2 separate regions of the Sus scrofa genome follow, and region 1 is linked to region 2. A link is a contact called in public Hi-C data. All regions are on one chromosome and are shown on one strand. Each heading gives the region's core, a stretch centred on a gene start, on an enhancer-like site or on the middle of the called end of the contact. The rest is flanking DNA. Distances are from core to core; before and after follow the strand shown. Region 1 holds the start of MYCBP (MYC binding protein). Region 2 holds the start of MTF1 (metal regulatory transcription factor 1).

The links. Hi-C and Micro-C count contacts between places; a contact is called where the count stands out from the background.
Region 1: a Hi-C map of liver shows a contact between it and region 2, with 4 times the contacts expected there. The contact joins the promoter of MYCBP here to the promoter of MTF1 in region 2. A contact is called at or near these places in 1 of 5 promoter capture datasets (liver), 2 of 47 Hi-C or Micro-C datasets (heart right ventricle and liver) and 1 of 2 datasets of contacts at active chromatin or transcription factors (alveolar macrophages).

The regions. Positions count from the first base shown.
Region 1 is chr6:94,812,564-94,815,591 of Sscrofa11.1, reverse strand. It overlaps MYCBP (MYC binding protein), which reads left to right and starts at 1,259. Exons shown (of 5, transcript NM_001244917.1): 1 at 1,259-1,341; 2 at 1,536-1,608. The coding sequence starts at 1,327. It overlaps GJA9 (gap junction alpha-9 protein), which reads left to right. Exons shown (of 1, transcript XM_021095982.1): 1 at 1-487.
Region 2 is chr6:93,882,958-93,885,657 of Sscrofa11.1, reverse strand. It overlaps MTF1 (metal regulatory transcription factor 1), which reads left to right and starts at 1,254. Exons shown (of 11, transcript NM_001243544.1): 1 at 1,254-1,338. It overlaps INPP5B (type II inositol 1,4,5-trisphosphate 5-phosphatase), which reads left to right. Exons shown (of 25, transcript XM_021095974.1): 25 at 1-187.

The sequences.
Region 1 (3,028 bases), core at 10-2,509, 930 kb before region 2:
TGGCTTTTAGACAGTCTACATATTACATTATTACAGAAGTAGCCTAGTGACCGTGAAGCAGACAGAACAGATAAGGGCAGCTAGGAAGACCAGATGTTTAGCCAGACAACTGCAAACCCATTTAAAAAAGGGAAAATGGCTCTAATTCTGAACTGGGAAAGGAGTAGTTTCAAGTGCAAACACAGTTACCAAATTGGGATTACTTTTTCACGGGCTCTCTTCAAAATATGTGATAACTAATTTTGGGAAAAATCACATGTTCAGAATCGAAGCTAAATGGAACCAGGTTTTTCCTTGAAGGGAGCACAGCATTCAGAGACTGTCCTTGATCTATGTAATACCCTCTTTTAGTTATTCATCTTTTATTTCTGGATACCAGTTAAATCTTGCCCCTGGGACTGTAGTCTATAGTTTCCTTAGAGACTGCAACCTAATGTGTCTTGAATATAATCATAATGTTGCTATCTAGTAAATAAAAACTTAAAAAGATTGGTTGCTTTCTTTCACCAGTTTATAGCATCGTGATTCCATGCCAGGATCAGAGTCTTGGCTCTACAACTCACTGGTCATCTAACCTCGCCAGTTTACTAGCAGAACCTACCTTACAGGGAAGGTGTGAGGATTAAAATAAGAAACATAGGTGTTTAATGCACTGCGGGGCACACAGTAAACGCTCTAAAGCCTAGCTCTTATTAGCATATTAATGCTCATCCTCCGTAGGCCCACGTCCAGCGGGCACAAAACAAGGAAACTCCAAGCATAAAATCTGGAGCCGAAACATACGATTCTAAGCAGTCTTCAAGCCATTGGATACAAGGGTTGCCCTCGTCGGTCGCGTGCAATTTTTCTAGACGAGTCGACAAGCCAGCACAGATAGGCTGCCGCAGCACTTCCGAGGTTCCATTTGAGACAGGTCCGCCCACTCTCGGTGTCCAGAGACCCTCCTCTCAGGAACCAGTCCTAGAGCGCCAGGGCTCCGCAGGCCCCGCCCCCTGGCGCCACGCCTATCTTTAGCCCCACCTGGACTCCAGCTCTTTTCCAAAACCTAGCCTCCCGCTAAGCAACGGAATCTCTGGGAGACCGGAAGAGGAAGGAGAGGTGCTGCTTCATTAGCCAGAAGGGCGGGCGTACGCAGCCTCGTTCGGCTCAGCCCACCATGGGGCATTCAGAGCGTCCTGGTCGCCATGAAAACAGGCCACACCCCGGCGATCCCAGACCGTGCTTCGCAAGTGCGCAGGCGCATCCGCTCTTCCGCGCATGAGCAGTGCTGCTCCGAGCCCGCCAGCCACGGTCTCAGGCGCCAGCTACGCCGCTGCCGCTGTCACTATGGCCCATTACAAAGTGAGGGGGGCGCGGCGTGGCTGGGGGCGTGCGGGCGGTAGCCAGCCGCTGGTCGGCTCGGGTGGGAGTGGGGGTGCGCGCGCAGGTTTTGGGGGCTCGAGGTAGCGAGGCGGAGGCGGGGTTGCCGGACCCCCAGCGCCTTCTTCCTGCTCCGGCCCCCCGGCTTTGGCCACTGACCCGCCGTGTCTTCTCAGGCCGCCGACTCGAAACGCGAGCAGTTCCGGAGGTACTTGGAGAAGTCGGGGGTGCTGGACACGCTGACCAAGGGTGAGCATGGGCCAGGAGAGGGTTCCTCGTGCCCTAGTCGTGCTTCTCGGCGCTGCGTCCCTGTCGGGCCATGGCGTGGGGAAGGAGGGGAACAGGTGGGACCCGTCGAGGTCCGGAAAGGTGGGCCTCGGGGTTCAGCGGGGACCGACGCATGTCTGGCTGTAGGACGCCGCCCGGGTAGGGTAGCCGTGCTCACGCTACCACTCTCCCCGCGGGGAGTGAAACTCTTGCAGCTGTTGCAAAGTCCCTCCAACTTCCGTTGCTTTGCCTCGAGCAGCCGCAGTGAGCCTGTTTGCTAAAGACCTTGAGCGCCCAACTCCCCCCTGACAGTTTTTGCGGAGTCTTCAAAATCCTGTACAGAAGCACTTTTTGTCGAACAAAGGGCAGGTGGGAAAATAACGATTTGAAAGCAGGCTATAAAGTAGTTAAGTGCACCTAATACTCAAAAGTAGCGGTTTGGTTGTGGTTTTTCAAATCAACCCCATTTCGTAGTACATATAAATTCCTACTGTGTGCAGACTTCATAATTAAAGTAGAATTAGTTTAAAGAGCTCGAAAGCACATCAAAATGTTTATACTGTTTTCACTTTTTAAAATGGAAGCTGTTAAACTGTATCTCTTACTCTCGGGTTCATGATCCAAATAGATGAATAAGGTGCTTGAAACCAGACGGTTCCAAGAAATAGCGATTTCATTAGCTAAGCAGAAATGAGAATGCCTGTTATGGCTCCCTCAGCTTATTGGCTGGGCCTTTAAAGAGTGCAGGAGAGAAGATTTGGCAGGGATGATGATCTGGGTCCATATGAGAGGTAGAGTAACTATCTGGGAAATAATTTGATAACTGTTCTTTGGCTGGAAACAAAGGTTAAGGAAAAATTCTGGGAGAATAACAACTCTAGGTCTTCGGAGAAAGCAGGGCTTTTAATTCCCAAGGATGGGCTGGTAGTGTTGAATTGCTACCTACCTTAGGATCAGGTACCATTTTCCTACATCTTTGCAAATAAATTTCAGTAAACATAAAGGAACTACATGAAAGCACTGTGCTGTCATCCTGGGAAGTACCAGAGACTCTTGGAATTTCATCGACCTTCCCCTCTCCTCAATAAACTCCATAAGCTCATTTTTTTCATTTGTTTAACCATTTTATTCAGGTCTTTGTGTTAGGCACTGGGGATACAACAGTGGGAAAACAATAAGTCCCTGCTCTCAATGAGCTTATTTCCTAGCTGGGGGAGACAGATAACACTTAGCGTCAGCCAGTAGCACGTTATGAACAAAAATTAGCAAGGGGGATAAAGAGGGATGAATGCGCCTTTTTTATATAGAGGGGCAGGAAGAAGGCCTATCTTTAACAGTTGAGCAGGGACTTGAATGTAGCGTGATGTCAAGAGTTTTAGGAAGTGTATGGAGGCCAGAATGG
Region 2 (2,700 bases), core at 5-2,504:
TCAAATGTGGCTCACCTCTGGAGCTGGCCACTAAGCCTTTGAGGCCAATACAGTGGCGTGAAAATGAAAATACTGAAGAAATTGTTGTTCTGGTGAAACAAGTGGAATTTTCTGGCCAACGAATCCTCCAAACTGTATATAATGCATTCCCTCTCTCACATGTGTAATATATTTTAATGATAAATATATTTTTAACAGTGGTGTTTGTTTTTATCTTTTAAGAGGTGGCAGCTCTCAGCAGGTGGAAGTTTGTGGCTTAAGCACTGGGACAGCTGGTCAGGGGCCAGAGAGATATTTGCCTGGCAGTCTGGTGTTAATAGCCACTATTCACATTTTTCAAGCAAGAGAGTACAGGCATGGCTGCAACCCCTTGACCCCTAATCTAGTGTCTAAGGGTTGTCCCACTCTGAATATCCTAGAGAAGTAGCTTAAAAAATAGGCAGTGGCTGCTGAGAAGTTCTGACAGCTACATCTTCCAGGCATTTACAAGTCAGGAGCCGAGTGAAACCTCTTCTTGGAACACCACTACTTACTGTTCCTTGGGAGTGCAAAGTGATTTAGATGTGGGCCAGTAGGATGACAATGTGAAAGGGAATGGCCAGTAGGTGGCGCTGCCTTAGCCTGAGCGCGAGTACCCTGGAAGTCGACAGTCTCTTCAGGGAAAAAAGTTGGAACAAACGGTCTGGACAGGTGGGTGAGGAGGGAGTTGGGCGTCTTAGAGCATGTGAGACGGGGAAGAGGTGGAGGCATCCTCTGGCCAGCCTTGGAATACTCATTTCTGCCTTTGGGGTCCAATCTAATTTTCTTGGGCTCTTCTGCCCATATTAACTTTATTAGGTGAGGAGGGGAAGCTGGGGCCATAGTAGGAGAAATGAGGAATATCACAATTTTACAGGCTTTCCCCTTGCGGTCCCGGCTGGAATTCGGCGGCTGTGGTCCTTCTCGTTGCATTTGTGGCTACCAGGGTGAGGGCAGCGCAAACTGGGTTGAGGTTACTTTGGATTAGTGGTTGGATTAGCGTCCGGTGCCTCTGGAGCGGATCCTCGACTCCGTGAGGAGAGCGGACAAGGCGAGCCTAAGCCCGCGCGGGACAAACACGCTCCGCGAGGTCTCCGCGATGCCCTGCCCCGCCTCTCCCGCTCGCCAATTGGAGGCTCGAGCTCAGCCCCCACACCAGCTAAACCAACCAGAAGCGCCAGGGAGAGGCGGAGCCCATATCTGCTCCTTCCTCCGGAAAGCGGAAGCGGAAGTGACGTTCGGGGAAGGTGGGGGCAATCATGGTGCCGCTGGGGAGGGGAGAAGCTGCTGCCGCCGCCGCTGTTGCCGGGAGCCGCGGAGGTAAAAGGCGAAATTAGACGCGGCCTGGGCTGGGGACTTCCTGGGGGGCGCGGGACTTAGGCTCCCTCCTGAAGCATTTCCCAGTAGGGACCCCAGTCCGGTCACCATAGGGACCCCACCCCTCCTCCGTTTCCATGGGGATGGGTATCCAGCCCCCCTCCCCTGTTTCCATGGAGATCCGGACCCTGCCCCTCTCCGTCCGGCTTGGAGCCCCCCAGCCTGTCTTCGGGTTTTTCCGTGTAGCCCCGGACTGGGGGTTATCCCAGACAGGTTCCTTTTCCCAGCCTCCTCTCAAGGGTGCTTCGTTTGTACTTCTCGTTTGCTACCTTCGAATCTCCTGGTCTTGTTTGTTCCGGACAGTTGGTCTCCGCGTTGCCGCCTGTGGTGCCGGGTCAGCCCAGTGGGGCCCCCGGTACTCTTATCTCTCCTCTCAGATGCAGCGAAATGTGCATCTACCGGGTTGCGTAAGCCAGAGCAAGGGGTCGGGCCGGTTCCTCCCGGATCAGATCCCTTGGCCTGTCTCTGGTAACTACTACTCTGTTTAGCTGCCCTACAGCGTTAAAGGTTCACTTTAATCCAGAGCAGAAGAGAAAGCTAAAGTGCAAAGCCAGACTGAAAACTAAAAGTGATGTGCTAAATATTTTAAAATTCACTCCTCAGTCTCCCAAAGCTACATTTGTAGAACCTGTGTGTTTGCAGGTAAAAGAAGAGTCACTATAAATAAGACTCATCATTCCCTCATTGTAGAAAGGACACTATAAAGCATAGTTACTAGTGGACACCAGATTGTTTTAGGAGAGAAATATATAAAGTGATCTTCACTAGATATGCCTGATTAGGGATCAGCCCCTCTACCCATCTGTTCTTGGAAGGAGGGAACAAATTCACACTTGAGTCCTCCAAGGTTGTCAGACATTGTGCCTTGACATACATAATCTCTTTTACTCTGAACAACAATTTCTTGAGAATAGGAATTACCAGTCTCACCTTACTTGTGAGAAAAACTGAGGCACAGAACATTTACCCCAGTAGTAGTAAGTAGTAGAGCTGGGATTTGTGGGTAGGTGACTCTGCCTCCAAAGCCCTGACTATTCCACCCTAGACTTACTGTCTCATGGTCTGATTTGGGGGATATTTGGGGGGAGTGTCCTTTCTTGAAGATTTATAGCAACTCAGCCTTGAAGCACTTTGCCCTTATTTCCCCTAAAGTTTTTTGGTGTTTTTTTGTTTAGTTTTTTTTGGGGGGGGGCGGTGGCCATACCCACAGCGTGGGGAAGTTACTGGAGCAGGGATCAGACCTGAGCCACAGCAGTGACAACACTGAATCCTTAACTGTTAGGCCACCGGGGAACTCCCTCTTTA